3 separate regions of the Mus musculus genome follow, and all the other regions are linked to region 1. The links are chromatin contacts, called in public ChIA-PET maps. All regions are on one chromosome and are shown on one strand. Each heading gives the region's core, a stretch centred on a gene start, on an enhancer-like site or on the middle of the called end of the contact. The rest is flanking DNA. Distances are from core to core; before and after follow the strand shown.

Region 1 (5,127 bases), core at 1,736-4,235:
TCCACTCCAGCTCCTCGGACATCAGTTCCCATACAGCATGGAGAGATGAGGGCTGATCTGATGCTGTCAGGACAGTGGCTCTGCTCCTCGGGGAACAGGGACATAAGTGGTTATTATTAATCCTGCTAAGGTTGTGCAGTCAAAAAGCATAAAACAGGAGAAACAACATTCCTTTGTGGTTTACTGTGAAGCACTTGTCCAGTCAGGCAGAAGTTTGAACTGTCTTTTAGCAGTCTTTATGTATGATCCCAAGACAGGGAATGCCCCCAACATCCATTTTTACATAAACAAACCAGGAGAAGGAGAAAATTACTTTAAAAGTGAAAACACCATTATCTCCATTTCCAGATAAGGAAAGCAAATCAGAGACCAAAAGTGACTTTTTTTTTTATTTCTATTAAAGAAGTAAAAACAGTTAAGGCTAATCAATCCGAGAGGCATCCCAGGTCACTGACATGCCACAGGAGGGCACTGACTAGTGTGCACGAAGCCTGAGAGTGAATCCTTGTCCCACCATTTGGCTGTACAGTCCTGTAAAGCCATTTGTTCTTATGTGGATCAGTTTCATCTGCAGAGTGGGGTCTGATCAGGATCAAGCCAGATAAAGCAATGAAAACTGAAAACAGTGGCACACCAAACAAGTAAGTGATGTCTGTCACAAACTTGGCATTCTTGAGATGTGGCTTCTAACACTGCTACTTTAAGAAAACATTCAGTATCTTCATCAAGATGTAAATGAAATGTTTAACAGCTCTATGAGATAGTTCAGATGTAATAAATCCACTCATTTGAAGTATACAACTCAATAGCTTCAGACACCTTCACAGAGTGCTGTGATCATAAGCACAGCAAACTTTAGATATTTCATCACCCCAAAAAGAACTGAATGCATCAGCAGAAACTCCTCAAACTCTGAGACCTGCACACTTCCCCTAGCCCATGGGCAACAGTGGTCAATTTCCCATCACTGTCACTATGAATTTGCATATCTAACACATCCAATATAAACAAGACCATTTAATGTACAGCCTTTGTGCCTGATTTCTTCCACTTACCCTAACATTTTCAAGATTCAAGAACACTGTAGCAAGCATTAGCACTTCATTTGTTTGTGTTGCTAAATACCATTGCATTCCTTGGATATACCACATTTTCTTTAACCATTCCTCATTAGATGGAGGTCTTAGTACTTCTGAGCTATCATGAACAATGAAGATATGAACATTCATGTTGGAGCTTTCGCCTGAGCATCTGTTTTCATTTCTCTTGGGTACACACCCAGGAGTGAGACTGCTGAGTCACATGGCAACTCCATGCTTAACATTTTGAGAAACTTGCCAGACTGTTGTCTTTCAAGTGACTGTACCATTTTATATTCCCACCAGCAATGCCTGAGGAGAAGATAATTGAAGGGAGACCATAGAAAGGAAATCCTTAGCTGGATGCCTGTGCAGGGAATAGCTCAAGTAGTTCGGCAGATGACAAGCTATGCCACTGCCGGCTGCATTCCTCACAGCAGGGCGCAGAGCTTCACTTTCAGGGAGGAGAGACAGACTGTTGGGGCATTGGCTTCCTTTTCTCCCTGCTCACTTAGACCCAAGCCTAGACCAAGGTAAGGAAGCAGCTTTCTTTATACACAAAAAATGTGACTTCTGTTTCTGATACAAAGTACTACAGAATTTGCAGAGCCAGAATTTAGAAGTCCTCTATCATTCCTCAAATTCAGATAATAAGCTGTCAAAACCTGCTCTATGAATTCTCCTATGTCGGGTCCTCACCTTTTCAGTTGCACATCAGGCTGAGCCCAGACAGCCTATGCTCAGGACAGGTCAAGTACAGGCTAGCTTCCAGTGTATTCTTGTATAGTGGCTCCTGCAAGCCAAAGAAATGTGTGTGGGGTGGGGTGGGTAGGGGACACGTGGCTTCTAAACGGAAAGGAGCAGAAAACCATGAAGTCAAGCTGAAGAGGGGGGAGAGGAGGGAACAGAGGGGGCATCTCTGCATCTGCTCTTCCCACCTGTCACAGCATTGTCCTTGCTGGCTGCCATACTGCTCACTTGCAAACACAGCAATGAATAGGCACTGTCCTCTTCAGAGGGTTCCTTCCACATTCTATATTATAAACTGTACTACAATGCCAACAGCTTATGAGGACGAGACGTATACACTGGAAAGAGCCACAAATAGCATATACTATTGCCTATATACAATTAATTAGCATTGAGGTCTGCAGGTTCCTTACTAAAAAACAAAAACAAAAAACAAAACTACCCAGCAAACTGCAAAAAGGAACACAATTACAAGATTAAGCATTAAAAAAAAAAGTGACTTGTTTAAATTTTCTAATTTGCCAGACCTGTGATTAACTCAAAGTAAAACCATATTCTATCATATATTTTATGTAGTCACCACATGCTCAATTTGCTGAGGGGCTCGGCTCTTTTGTAATTAAAACAAATATTAAGTTTTTCCCCAAGAAATTTAAGGGCGGCCACTAGGGACTGCCACCGACAAGAAATGTATCACTCGCAGCTTCCGAAAGGAAAGACTCTGGCTGCTGTTTCTCTCCATTGCTCCTCACCACCTTGTCCTCTCCTGGCCACAGGCAAGGCAAAGGGAACAGCCATGCTCTCTACACACAGACTCACACTGCCAGGAGCTTTCCAGTGGCCTTGCTCTCGGCAGGGGAAGAGAAGTCATAGTGACTGAAACCGCTGGGTCTTGTTGAAGAAAAGTGGTTGACTTCCTTTGATCAACAGAGTGGTGTGCTGATCAGTGTGATTTCCTGTTCTGCCGACTGTGAGCGTGTTGGGCAGAGCAGGAGAGCTGGCTTCTGAGCAGCTCACGCAGGGAAGCAAATTCCATAGCTGGAGAACCTTGAGAGCAACAGGAACTAGAAGAGGGTTGGAACTGGAAGCAGACACCTGCATTCTGCCAGCTTGGTACTTACTTATGGCAGGATCTCTGAATGAGTGGGAAGTCCGTGCGTCTACAACTCTACCGTGTCAGCTGCAGTTCTATAGGTGACTATTAAGTACAATGTTCAAGACCAGAGTCCAAGTCCTGAAACTGTAATTTGCAAGTTTTAACTGTCCTGCTCCATTCTGATGAAGGGAAAATGGTATTCTTGAAATTAAAGCTGAAGGAGAAAGAAGCCAGCCACAGGTGGTCTTGCAGTAACACTCGCCCGAGTGCACAGGACTGCACCAGCACACACCCTCTGCTCCGTTCAGCAGGTGAGCAGCCTCTGGGGTAACACGAGTTCATCCCTGGCAAGGTACACAGTTTGTTTTCCCATAGTAAAATGCAAATTTTACCTAAAGTTAAACATAGTGCCTAGTTCCCTGCTTCACTCAGCTTCTGCTGTCTTGGGTCTGTCTCATCAGCAGTCTGTCCTTCCTAGAAAAGCATTGAAAAGTGGCTTTCTAAAAGTACAGCTAGTTTCTGAAGGATTCACACCATACTGAAATGACTTCTTTTCCAAAAGGATTAACTTTATCCTTAAAAGTTTTAATTTGTAATAAAATGTATGATTTCTAACATTAAATCTAATCGTTGTTGTTTTCCAGAGTAAACAGTCAATTGCAATTGAGCAAATTGCTTTGGCAATCCTAGTACCAGAATGAAATGGATTAGGTCAGCAGGTGGCATGTCATTTGACTGCTGCTTGGGGGCCTAAAATACAGTTAGGTCTTTTTTTTTTTCTTTTTTTTTTTTCTTTTAGTTCTGGTGACAGAATGAAAACCAGAGCATTTGACTTCCCTCCTGCCTCCATTCCCACAGCCCTCGCAGGAGTGTGTATAGAAAGTCTCTAAACCCACATTCCACTGTCCAGGCTTCTCGTGCTTCCAGAGACACTCAACTGAACCTGAGACAGTATACTCCCACTCTGCTCTTTAGAGACAGGCTTCTTAGCTACACTAGGAAATTTGGAGTTCTTGTTAATCTGATATATTAAGCTCTGCAGTAGGACTGTCTTTGAAAGAAGAGAATGGTAGTTATGCTTCAACCCAAGGGGGGGGGGTGCTCTCCAACTCACTTCATAGCAGAACATAAGCAGAAAAGACAGAGATTAGATGAAAAACAAATTTTCACCAAGAAACCGAAAGGAATGTGATCAGAGGGGAGAAACACGGCTGGGAAGGGTAAATGAAAGAAAATCTTCCCGCTCAGAAGTCAGGAGTCTAATATGATGTTGGGAACACAGAAAAAAATCTACAAATGGCACTATCAAGTCTACTTCTCCACAACATTGTTTCCAGCTATGAGAAAACTCCAAAGCTAAGGCATTCTCCCAAGTTGCTCCCAGGATAACAATCAATGTAACAGTAAACACCCAAGCCCTGCTTCAGGGGTGGCACATGGCTGAGCATAGCTGATAAAAGAGACTATGGTCCCTAGACCACAGTGAACAAAGTTTGGCTCAAGAATGGACCTGAAAATCCTATCCATGCCTCAGGCTGGCACTTCTAGGGATAGGAAATGTTGGTGGGGAAGAAAACAAAAACAAAAACAAAAACAAACAAACAAACAAACAAAAAAAAAAACAAGTACAAAGCGACAACTGCTAGAGCCAACAAGCTTAGTCTGTGCACTGCCAATGATGCCAAGGAGAGAAGACTGCACATTTCATCCACACCTGAGACCCGCCACATCCTCAAACTGGCTAGCTACATAAGCCAAAGAATTTCTTTTGCTTCAATCATGTTGACTTGAGCTTCTGTTACTAGAAGCAAGAAAGTTCTTGTAATATACCAGCCAAATAACTCAACCTTACTATATCTGGTTCCTGAACCCTGGGCAGAGGACATGTTTGTTTACTTTGCAAACTTCTCAAACTGCTAAGCACTACACAGGAGTCATTCCTACTTTAACTAAACAGAAGGAAGGGATAGAAGGAATAAGATACTAAGGGGCTAAACTGTTCCTTCTCACTAGAACCCATGAAGTAACATAGTTATTTACCAGTTTCTCATCACTGCCCTGGTAGGGCTCTGGAATCGTTATCAAAGCAGCTTACGCCTCACAAACTACCAAGTGCTTCCTTTTCCCTTCCCCTTTCTGTTAGCAAGGCCTTTCTGCCTTCCGGTGTTATTTGCCCAGACAGTATCACCATGCTTACCATAA
Region 2 (5,127 bases), core at 1,537-4,036, 250 kb after region 1:
AAGCTACCCTATGGAGCTCAGACTAGTCCAGGGCGCTTGCGAGTCATGGGTAAATTTGGGAATGGCATAGTTGTTTTAGGATTTAGTAGATCACAGCTCTAAAAAATGATCACACTTCCAAATATCAGAAAGTCTTTCTAGAATGGGATACAGGCCTGCTTGCTCATCTCTCATTCTGCAGAGCTGAACATAGAAAAATGAGCTTTTACTACGAACTCTTACTGAAAGTAGATGAACAGTAAAGGCCGGATGAGTGGGTACGTGATGGGTAATGGGGGTGACTGCCTGCTTATTCTCCAGAGGTCCCCAGGGCCACTTCTAACTCTTGGTTTTCAGTGTCCTGAGCTGTCCCGAAGGCATTCTCTGGCAACTGCATATGGACCAGCCTCCTCAGCGGCCAGACCATGAGCTGCCATCCCTCAGTGGTGCCAGTCACAGCTAATCTGAACCCTGGGCAGTGCCACTCACTGCCATAGCTTCCTCCTGTCCAGACAGTGCCTGGCGCCTGCCTCAGAGTTGGGCCACAGCATAGGAGCCGCCTGGTTAGAAGATGGCAGGGGTTGGCCAGGAACGTGGGGGACCTTTAGCCTACCCAGGAAAAAGTAGGTGGTTAGACTACCAAGCAGGGATTGCGGAGGTGGTATATGCCCTCTCAGGACCTTCCTTGGCTTAGAAGAAGCCTGCAGTGGGTGCCAGCTTATTTTTCCAGCATATGCTGGCACAAACCCCGCTCCAGTCTCCGTGACAGCCAATCCTCAAATCCAGCTGTGACTGTCCCAGTGTCAAACAAGCTAGGACTCCCAAACCTTCTCTTGCTGGGGCTCACATGACTCTCGGGCTTAGCTTGCTCATCTTTTAGGCCTGGGAGGGTGTGAGATGGTGAGTGTGGTGGCCGTGACTGTCTTTCTCCTGTTGTGTTTTTCTTGTTTTGGTTTTTGAGCTAGGTCTCTCTGTGTAGTCCAGGCTGGCTCCAAACTCATAGAGATCCACCAACTTCTGCCTCCCAAGTGCTGGGATTAGAGGTATGCATCACCAGACCTGGCCTTTGGTGGGGTTATGGTACTGGTGATAGAAGCCAGGGCCTCATGCATACATAGCATGTGCTCTAACCTCTGAGCGACATTCTTTGAATTGGTGTCCATCTGACCCTATCTGATGAGTTTCTCATTGGGCTTGTGTTACTGTCTGGTAGTGTCCCTCTATGTAAACTGGGGTGCTATGGGTGGAGTACTAATATACATATGATAGACCCTGTGCAAGACAAATCTCAATGTATCAGTTGTGGGGGTAGGGGTGGTTTGTATCTCTCATTGTGTCATGTCAGAGAAATGGAGATTCCCTGGGTGGAAGGTCCCTCCCATCCCAGCTCTGAGATGCAGTGTACACATGTGCACTCACAGAAGCAGCCCTGTGTATTTGGATTTAGGTTTCATGGTTAATCGTTGAATAAGGGAAAAACAGGTCAACCCAGCACCAGCCCTTCCTTGGCCTGTAGGAAGAGGGCCTGATAGGAGGTTAGAGCAGCAGACTCCCTGTAACTCCCACACCTGCCAGGAGGGCTCTAGGAAGACTTTATCCCTTCTAGGTCCAGAAAGGCTAAACAAAGAAGGAGCTGACTTCTGACCCTGACCGCTCAATTCAGGGGGAACACAAACAGTAACCCAGGAGAAACCTGGGCACACCACCTGACCATGCCTGGACCTCAGAGCAGAGCCAAGTAGGGCTCTCCATCTGGGGCCTCCTGAGTTCTGGTTCAGTATCTATGCCCTTTCGTCAGGCAGCCAAGAGCCTGTCTCTAGAAGACAAGTTCTTAGTCTCTTAGGGCCCCCAAATACCTGGATGGTGATGTTTAAGGACAAGGAGATCTACTGACAACTGGGGACCCAGAAGCCCATATCTCTGGGCAGTCTTAAGTTTCCCTCACCCAACTCCCACCCACACTGGACACAGCAGTGACTCACAGCAGTGGCCTTTGGGCTTGAAATGGAGGCAATTATCTAGTGATCACTAGGCAAGTAACCGTCCGGGAATGTGTGGGTCAGTGTGTTAGGGGACAAGAGGCGTCTGCTGCCCTCCCTGGGAAAAGAACGAGGGAAATGTGAGAGGATTCCCCTCCCATCTCTTCCCAGAGCTTATTTTCTCAGAAGGAAAGTTCGCAGGGGATTTCCCCCACCCCTGATCCCACATCTCAGTCTGGACCAACTTAGGTCTCTCCCACGCAGCACGGGCTGAATCTCTCTGGATCAGGGTTTGGTGCAGAAACCAGAGCACCAGTGCAGGCATCAGAGAACCAGGTCCAGGTCTAGGGGAAAGAGATGCACAGTGGCTGCTTGTACGTATACCACAGCTGACCGCTGCGTCCAGATATTTTCACTGTCTGCAGTGACCCCTTTGCAAGGGTTAAGGAAAGAAAGAGCTCAGTCTGTACAACCCTGGGAACGTCTCCTCTCACACGAGGGGCTGGCTGGGGCTCCATTCGTGCCACCCCATGGTAAGATTACTGGAAGGAGCGGAGGGGCAGAGCTGGAAGTGAGTTGCTCTCTCTCCGTTCGCCTATCATCGCGAGTGGCCACACGACTGATTAGGGTCGTGGAATTGCCATCTCAGCTCTGCCCCAGACACAAACTAAGAACTGATTATATCCCCCCTCCCCCGTGTAGCAAGCTTCCAGGTCTAGGATCCTACTCTGCGCAACCGCGTTCCTGGTCAGGCGGGCGGTGGCTCGCAGCCTCCTATCATTGGCCAGGAGCTTCTCTGCTCTCACCAATGGCAAGCGGGATTCCTGGGAGGGGCGGGGCCCAAGAGGCCGATTAAGCCACGTAACTGCAGCACTGAGCGAGCAGGGCTCCCTCCACCCCTAAAATTTAAAGGGCGGGCGGCTGAGCTGTAGCGCCAAGGAGAGAAGCAGCAGCCGGGGAGGCAGGGTGCCGGCCTGAGAGCCGGAGGTCTGGGGACCTCTCCTTCCAGGGAGTGGAACCGGCGCCTGTTGCCCGTGGCGGCCGAGAAAGAGCTGATATTGGCACAAGTGTAGGAAAAAGTCTTTAAGGAGGAGGGAAATATCTCCAGTGCCTCCTTCTCTGGCTTCCCACCCCCGTTGCCTGTACGGAATGGCACCCCCCCCAAGACTGCCCACCCTAACAGAACACCCCGCCCCCTCAAACGCTGGCGTGAGCCTTCTGTGAACTCCTGGCCACCGGCCTTCCTCCCCCCTCCCCCGCCCCCCAGCGCCACCCCCTATTTCCATCAGACAGCCTAAATATGATTCTTGTGTGTCTGTGTGAGCTGGAGGAAGGCTCTATAGCGGGCGAGAGCGACCAGGGCCAGAGATGGGGAGGTTTGAAATCTCTAGAGTGAGCTTTACGGGGATGGAGGGAGGTGGGTATAGAACATAAGGGAAACCTCCTTACCCTCAGTTCAATCCCAGAGCTGCGGAGAACCCCATCCGAAATACTAGTGACACGCCTTGTGACTGTGGGTAAATGGCTTGCTCTTTCTGGATTTTAGCTTTCTTGTTAGCAAATGAGTTGAGGGGCATAGACCACTGACTTTCTCGGGTTCCTGCTGTCTCACAGCATAACTGAGATGCCGGCTCAATGCCAGACATCAGATGGAAGTAGGCTACATTATTCAGTGAGCAGCTACTGGTGGCAATGCTCCCATGAGAGGCTGATGCGTCTAGGTGCTATGTGACAGGACCACCATCCACCCAGCACTCCAGGAACCTGGGACAGGGAGGAATGAGCGCGGGAGCTCCTCTACCCCACCCTGCCTGCCCCTTGGCCGCCCTCTTCTTCCACTTGGCTCCCACCGCTCCCAGCCTGCTGAGCGTTGGCTGTTGTTTCTAGCAGGTGGGGTGGGGGGTGTCTCACAACACCCGGCCATTTGAGGCCCCCTAGCAAGTTCATTCGGGCACCCCCAAAGAGGGTCCTCGCTTATTTTCCTAAAACTGGAAAACCTTCAGGGACCCCTAACCCAGGCTGGAGGGGGCTGGCTCTTCTCTCCCAGGCCCCCGGGAAGGGGGTTGGCAAACTCTTATCGCCTGCGGAGCAGCTGCTGGAGAAATACCGTGGCCGCTGACTCATGGCTCTTCCAGCTCTGTGCAACCCCCTCCCCTGGGCCCCACCGCAGCCTTGGAGAGCGCCCCACCACCACCATCACCGCATCCCAATCCCCGAGTTCGGCTGGAAGGAAGCGCCCCCAGGTGGGATGGCCTGGTTCTGCTGCGGATGTGAACCTCTCAATCATGGCCTGGGATGATGGTCGTTAGAATGGATCATACATCCCTAAAGCGTTTCTGTCTAGGTTCTCAGTTGTTCTAGAGACTTGTTCAGACCCTGAGCTCTTTGTACGGCACTGCCCAGACTCTACTGAACAGCTAAAACACTAGTGGCCTTACTCTGAGATGCAAGGCCCTACCCCTGCACCGCTACTGAATGAGTGGCTAGCAGGTGAACAAAGCATAGACTTGTCTCCAGGAATATAGTCTGGCATCAGCCAGGCGAGTCCCAAACAGAGAGGTGTGTGGTGTGGTGGCAGGGGAAGGTCTGGGTATTGAGGGACCATGGGCACGTTCTGGCTTTGTCTGGCTCTGTTTGCCCTGCCCATCAAATGTAAAGCAATGCCTTTGCTCCTTGGGGTGTAATAAACGGGTGCAAGGGCTGGGGGCGTGGCTCAGTAGGTAAGGGCTACTGCCTAGAATGCACAAGGCCTTGAGTTCCATCCCAGTACCTCGTGAAGGCAAGAGGATCAGAAATTCAAGGTCGCCCACCGTAGGGTATGGAGAAGTTGGAATACATGAAAGCACTTGGGGAAATTTAAGTAAAAAGAAAAATATAAAATAATGACGAAGCATCCCGGAAGAAGAGAAATGGGAGCCCAGAGTATACCAATGGTGTCTCTGGATTCGTTTTGCCCTGGAGTTTCTTGTCACACTTGCTCAGAGGGGAACCTCAAACCACCTCCCTCTATAGAGTCCAAGCTCATGCCTGAGTTTAGGGGCTGCTATTAACTACCAAGTGTTTCATACATACTACCTACCACATGCTGTTTTGAGTGCTTCGTGCACTCAACCATAGCATCCTCATAATCATATGAGGTGGGTACCAGGAGTCTAACCAACATTTGATC
Region 3 (5,127 bases), core at 1,021-3,520, 200 kb after region 1:
TGCTGAATGTTAAGTGAGTGCTGAGTGTTAAGTGCTCCATTTATGCGCAGTTCAGACAATTCTCTCAAATGTGCAGCAGCAGATTCTTTATTATCTATTCCATTTGCAGAGCTAAATTGAGCTCAGAGATAGAGGGTGACCTGAAAAGAATGAGAGGGGGGAATAAAAAGAAAACCCACAAAGGAACTTAACAATCATTGGGCACATGCTCTATGATCAAAGCATTGTGGTGCAATCCGCACTGGAGACGTGAAGAAATAAAATATCACCAGATTCCTACTCTCGAGAAGTTGAGAAAAAAAAGCTTGAAGGAGAGAAAACTCAATAATTAAAAATAATAATGTCAATTATCAACACATTTCAGTCAGTAGTATTTATTAACTTCCTGGTACGTATTAAATATTGCACTTATTACAAGGGACAGTCGTCTTCTCATGGACTTATTGCTTAAGAGGAAAATCAGACATTCACCAAATAATCGTATCAATTTAGAATTGCAATTGAGTGGAATAAAAGACACCAGATGGGCCACAGACTGACAAAGGATTAGTATCCAGAATATATAAAGAACTCCCACACATAGGACATGACCAAAAGATGCACTGTCAAATAAACCAATGGCCAATTTAAAAAGGAGGAGAGGCAAATGGCCAATAAACAAAGAGAGTATGTTCCTATCTCTCTCACTTGTAAGCAGGGAACTGCAAATTAAAACATTGAAATGCCATTTCACACTCATGGGTTTGGCAACAATTTTAAAGTTTGACATTAGCAAGTGCTGGGGATGTAGAACACGGGGAACTCTCACATAACGAATGGAACTGTGAATTAGTACAACCACTTAAAACCCATTCAGCCATGCCCAACAACGCTGCCAGGTTCTGCGTCCTGAGTCCCGCAATTCTGCACCCAAGTATCTACCCAAACTCTGCTTTCAAACTCGGGAATGAGATTTTTAAAAAAGCTATTATAGCATTGTTTCTAACAGAAAAACAAAGTGAAAATGAGCTAAATATCTTCTAGAAGACGGGAAAAATAAAATGTGCTGAATTCATAACGGGTCCCCCGTCAGCACTGAAAAAGTATGATCAAGAAATACGTACATTAATGTGGGTTCATGCTGCCTAGTTTTTAAAAAAAATCAAGTTACACGATTATATATTCAGTCTAATAGCGTCTCTTCAACGTTTAAAGTAATTTTAGATGATTCCATTAAGTGTCTATAGGCACCAAGATATGGAGTAAAAACATAAAAGCGTGTGCTGGGAATGAAGAAGCCCCAACGTGCTTCCCAACGTGATTCCTCTGGGAAGGGATAGAAATTGGTTCAAAGAATTCCACCCAGATCCAAAGGATCCGTGCCCTTTTAAGAAACTCTGGATTGAGTAGAGGAAACCTTAAGTAAGGAAAGAGAGCATGTGATACAGACAAGCAGTTTTTGTAAGCTTCAGATTTTTAAATGCAATTTTTTTAAATGCAGTTTTTGTAAGGTTCAGATTTCTTAAATTGGCCTTTAACCTTTCAAAGGAATATTTGATTGAGTCGAGGTTGGGTTGGGTTGGGTACATCGGGAAGGCTGGGGGTCCTTAGGGTGGAGGAGGGATGAGGGAAAGAAAAAAGGTGTTCTAGGTAGAAGGAACCCAGCTATGGGAAGAAGGGAGCAGAAGGGGGCGGGGCACAGACCTTTGGCCACCTAGAAAGGTCCTGTAGTCCAGAAACATTTCACACCGCCAGATAGTAGAACGGGGGATGGGACACCCTTGAAGAAGAGACTCCCTCTGGAGTTCAGCAGAATAAGGAAAGGTAATCGGAGAGGGAGTAAACACTGAACAACTTAAATAGTGCTACTCAGGCAGGGTCTAAACTGGGATTAGTTTATGAGGTGTTAGAAAATGGCAGACCTGCTTGCTCAGGAAGATGGGGAGGGCCTGGAGCGCCAGGCTTCTCCACAGAAGCTGCGAGGCTTGGGCAATAGGGGTGTACGGGGCTCGAAATACAGGAGGATGTACTCGGGAGACCTTGGAGAGGAAGATGTTAATACCCAACGGAGTGAGGGTAATTCACAAGGTCACAGAGGGAGTAGCGTAGACTGTAGTAACCACTGCAGGTAGAAGCATCCAGGACGCATCGCGAGTGATCGGGTGGGTGGTGTCACCTTCACTGCGACGGAGAGTAACGGGGACAAGATGCAGCGAGTTGGAGATGCGTGCGTAGCAAACCAAGTGGACTTGCGGGGCGTGCTCCGGGCGCTGCGGGCGAGTGGGAGGCGCCAGAGACAGAGGAGGAGTCTGTCAGAGCGAGCACCAAGGGAGGAGAATCTGAGCTGAGGCCCTGAGGGATGATGAGGAATGGGTTCCGGGAGGATGCAGGGATGGGGAGCATTATGTTGATGCAGAGCAGCCTCCGCGCGGGTAGCGGTGCGCCAGGCTGGGCGGAGCCCGGACACCGGAGCAGGGGTTGGCACCTCCGTCCTCCCGGCCAGGCTGCGGTCGGAGCCTCGGGTGCACCCCGCAGCGGCAGGCGCAGGGTCTGACCCAGGGAGGCTTTTCCCAGCCGGGCATCCACGTAGCTGGAGTACCACCCGGCCGTCCCGGGCCACTGCAGACGCCTGGCGTGCGCAGGCCGCGCCTCCCTAGCCCGAGGGCCTAGAGACGTCACCGAGGCTCTGACGCGCGCTAACCCGGGCGCGGGTTTCCTCCCCGCAGGTCCCGGTCCTTGCAGCCCGCCGCCGCGTCCTTGGCCCTCCTCCCGGGATTCTAATTCGGGAAGACTGTTTGTCCTTCAGCTACTGATAAGGACTCGAGTTTGTGAATAATAATAATAATAATTTTAACAATTCCGGGAAAGAAATAACCATACTCGAGAAACATAATAATAATAACCAGCCCGATAGACCTCTGCTCCTGTGCTCAGTGCTCTTAAGGACAATAATGACAACAGTCATAATAGCCACAGTTTATTAAGCGCTTACTCTTCCATCGCAGTGTTAAGCGCTTTGCAGGCAACAACCCTCGGAGGTAAGTACCGTTATGCTCCCTATTTTTCAGGAAACTAGGGCAGAGAGGTTAAGTAACCTGCCCCAGGGCACACAACTAGCTGATGTCAATGCCAGAATCCCAACCTAGGCTGCCTGTTCTAGTGTAATCCTCGAGCCAATCCGTCAAGGTCGGGAGCATTCTCTCCATCTTAAAGATGAGGAAAACAAGGCACATGGAAATTTAAGTACCTTGCCCAAGGTCACCTAGCTGGATGAGGCAGAAAGCGAACCCAGGGCTCCTCTCTGTCCGCAGAACCCTCGATCTTGGCCATAGGCGATGCCATTTCCAAACCACCTCGGATAGCCCCGGCTTCTGGGAGGCAAAAGCAGCCGCTGGTGGATTTGGGTAGATTCCTGCAGCTTCCGCTCAGCTGATGAACCGGGTGTTTTGGAGCAGCGTCCTTGCTCTGCCTTCAAGCGTAGGATGGGGACGCCTCTCCTGGAATCCAGACCCAGACTAGGCTCGGCGATCCCGAGAAGGGACGGAGCGGGGGCGGAGGCAGCGGAAGGAATCCCGAGTCCCATTTGACCAGCGGCGGGTCTAGGCTCCGGATTTGCACCATATAACCAGCAGAGGGCGCTGCCGCTCGCGCATGGAGTTTCCGTCCCCTCTGCCTACAGCCGCCTGCAGTGGCTTTCCTTCTCCAGGTGACTGAGCCCACGCCGCATTTAGACCGGCTTCTTTAGACCGATTGACATTCGTTCAAGGCTTCCCAAGTCCCAGCCGCTTCGATCTTGTTTTGTATAAGGGGGCAACGGCAGAGATTCCACTCGGTTAAAAGGCCTAGGTGTTTGCAAATTCAGCTCGGTCTGGTCAGGTCTTCCCTTCTAGTGAGCCCGAGGGTGATTTAAAATGGAGGTAGACCCTCCACTTGAAGTAGATTACAAATATTCTTTCCTTTTCCAAAATGGCAGATGATGACTAAAGAGAGAGCCCACAGACGAGAGGGTCTATTTTCATAACAGCCGCCGCCTATTGGTCGCACCAGGCCCTTTTTAGACCTTGATACAGTATGGCCTGTACCGTGGGGATCATGATTCCTGTTTGATGTAAAGTCAAAAAACTAGTAAATAATGACACCTGGATTTAATCTAGGAACTCCCTTAATTAACAGTTACATTCCCAATACCCAGAATGCACAAGCAGACACAACTGATTGGAAGATATTGGTTATAATCCCAAATCTACCGGTGCTTAGAACCCTACCATGGAATCGGGGACTTGGCCAGCTTTCTGAGCTCCCCCCCCCCACCCCGAACTCAAATCTCTAAAACAGAAAAATAAAATATAAAGGTGGCCTGAGAGCATGAGCTGGAGGCTTTTTGCTCAGGCTTGGAAGAATATCCAGTGAGGCTCAGTCACTTCCTATGTCTGGGCTCTGAAGACATAAAGGTGGATCTAGGAAAATCTGAAACGCATGGAAGGGAAGGGGAAAACTCTTTCTGTGGCTTTTACTTTAAACTAAGCCTCATTTTGCTATTTGTGCTATATTTTTAAATTAACGTGGCTCTCCCCACCCTTGAAATTGGCACACAAATAGCAAAAACAGAAGGAAGGCCAGCTCGCAGCTTTAAATGTGGTTCTCAAGAAGGAGGGACCGGACTTAAAAAGGAAATGGGAATTAAAATGAGGTGTCTAATTCAGACAGACTTTCCACGAGGAATTTAGATCACGGCTCTTGTAACAGGAGTGTTGTCTGGGGCTGGGGCTGGGTCTGGGTCTTGTGTCTAAATGGGAGTGCCCCCAATGAAGAGGTTGAATCTTCCTTTTTGAATACGCCTGCATCTCTGATCATCTGGGTGTAAGATTCAGGGGTGGGGTGGGGCCCTGCCCCCTGGATCTGTCTCTCAGTCGTCTTACTTTTCCAGAAGTTTGTTTGGAAATTCAATCCAGGTGTGACCGTCAATAATCACAACCTTAGGCGTGGTTAAGTAGAAGGACTCCTTGACTATAGCATTAGCAGCTGGTGGCTTTTCCAGACAGGGAAGCCAGTGAACAGATCTCAGGAGACTTGTCACCTAATAGCTGTCTCTGTTGCACTGTCTTTGAGCCAGAAGAATTAGCCCTCTTCACTCAACACAAGAGAACT

Evidence for each region. ChIA-PET counts read pairs in DNA pulled down with a chosen protein or histone mark.
Region 2: a contact with region 1 is called in an RNA polymerase II ChIA-PET map of memory CD8 T cells, with 52 read pairs. The contact joins two enhancer-like sites. A contact is called at or near these places in 1 of 484 Hi-C or Micro-C datasets (nephron progenitors), 1 of 115 datasets of contacts at active chromatin or transcription factors (memory CD8 T cells) and 1 of 9 other capture datasets (embryonic stem cells).
Region 3: a contact with region 1 is called in an RNA polymerase II ChIA-PET map of memory CD8 T cells, with 50 read pairs. The contact joins two enhancer-like sites. A contact is called at or near these places in 5 of 115 datasets of contacts at active chromatin or transcription factors (bone marrow-derived macrophages, embryonic stem cells, memory CD8 T cells and 2 more).

What each region holds. Positions count from the first base shown.
Region 1 is chr2:92,253,934-92,259,060 of GRCm38.p6, reverse strand. All of the region lies in intron 6 of Phf21a (PHD finger protein 21A), which reads right to left. Among named protein-coding and RNA genes, the nearest start is that of Mir1955, 65 kb to the right of the region's middle. Within about 2 kb of position 2,985, at least 47 of the 459 cell types and tissues checked have an H3K27ac peak or open chromatin away from gene starts, as enhancers often do. A contact at or near this core is called in memory CD8 T cells, where this site is marked.
Region 2 is chr2:92,006,125-92,011,251 of GRCm38.p6, reverse strand. All of the region lies in intron 1 of Creb3l1 (cAMP responsive element binding protein 3-like 1), which reads left to right. Among named protein-coding and RNA genes, the nearest start is that of Creb3l1, 15 kb to the left of the region's middle. Within about 2 kb of position 2,786, at least 358 of the 459 cell types and tissues checked have an H3K27ac peak or open chromatin away from gene starts, as enhancers often do. A contact at or near this core is called in memory CD8 T cells, where this site is marked.
Region 3 is chr2:92,057,109-92,062,235 of GRCm38.p6, reverse strand. No RefSeq gene overlaps it. Among named protein-coding and RNA genes, the nearest start is that of Gm31473, 32 kb to the right of the region's middle. Within about 2 kb of position 2,270, at least 233 of the 459 cell types and tissues checked have an H3K27ac peak or open chromatin away from gene starts, as enhancers often do. A contact at or near this core is called in memory CD8 T cells, where this site is marked.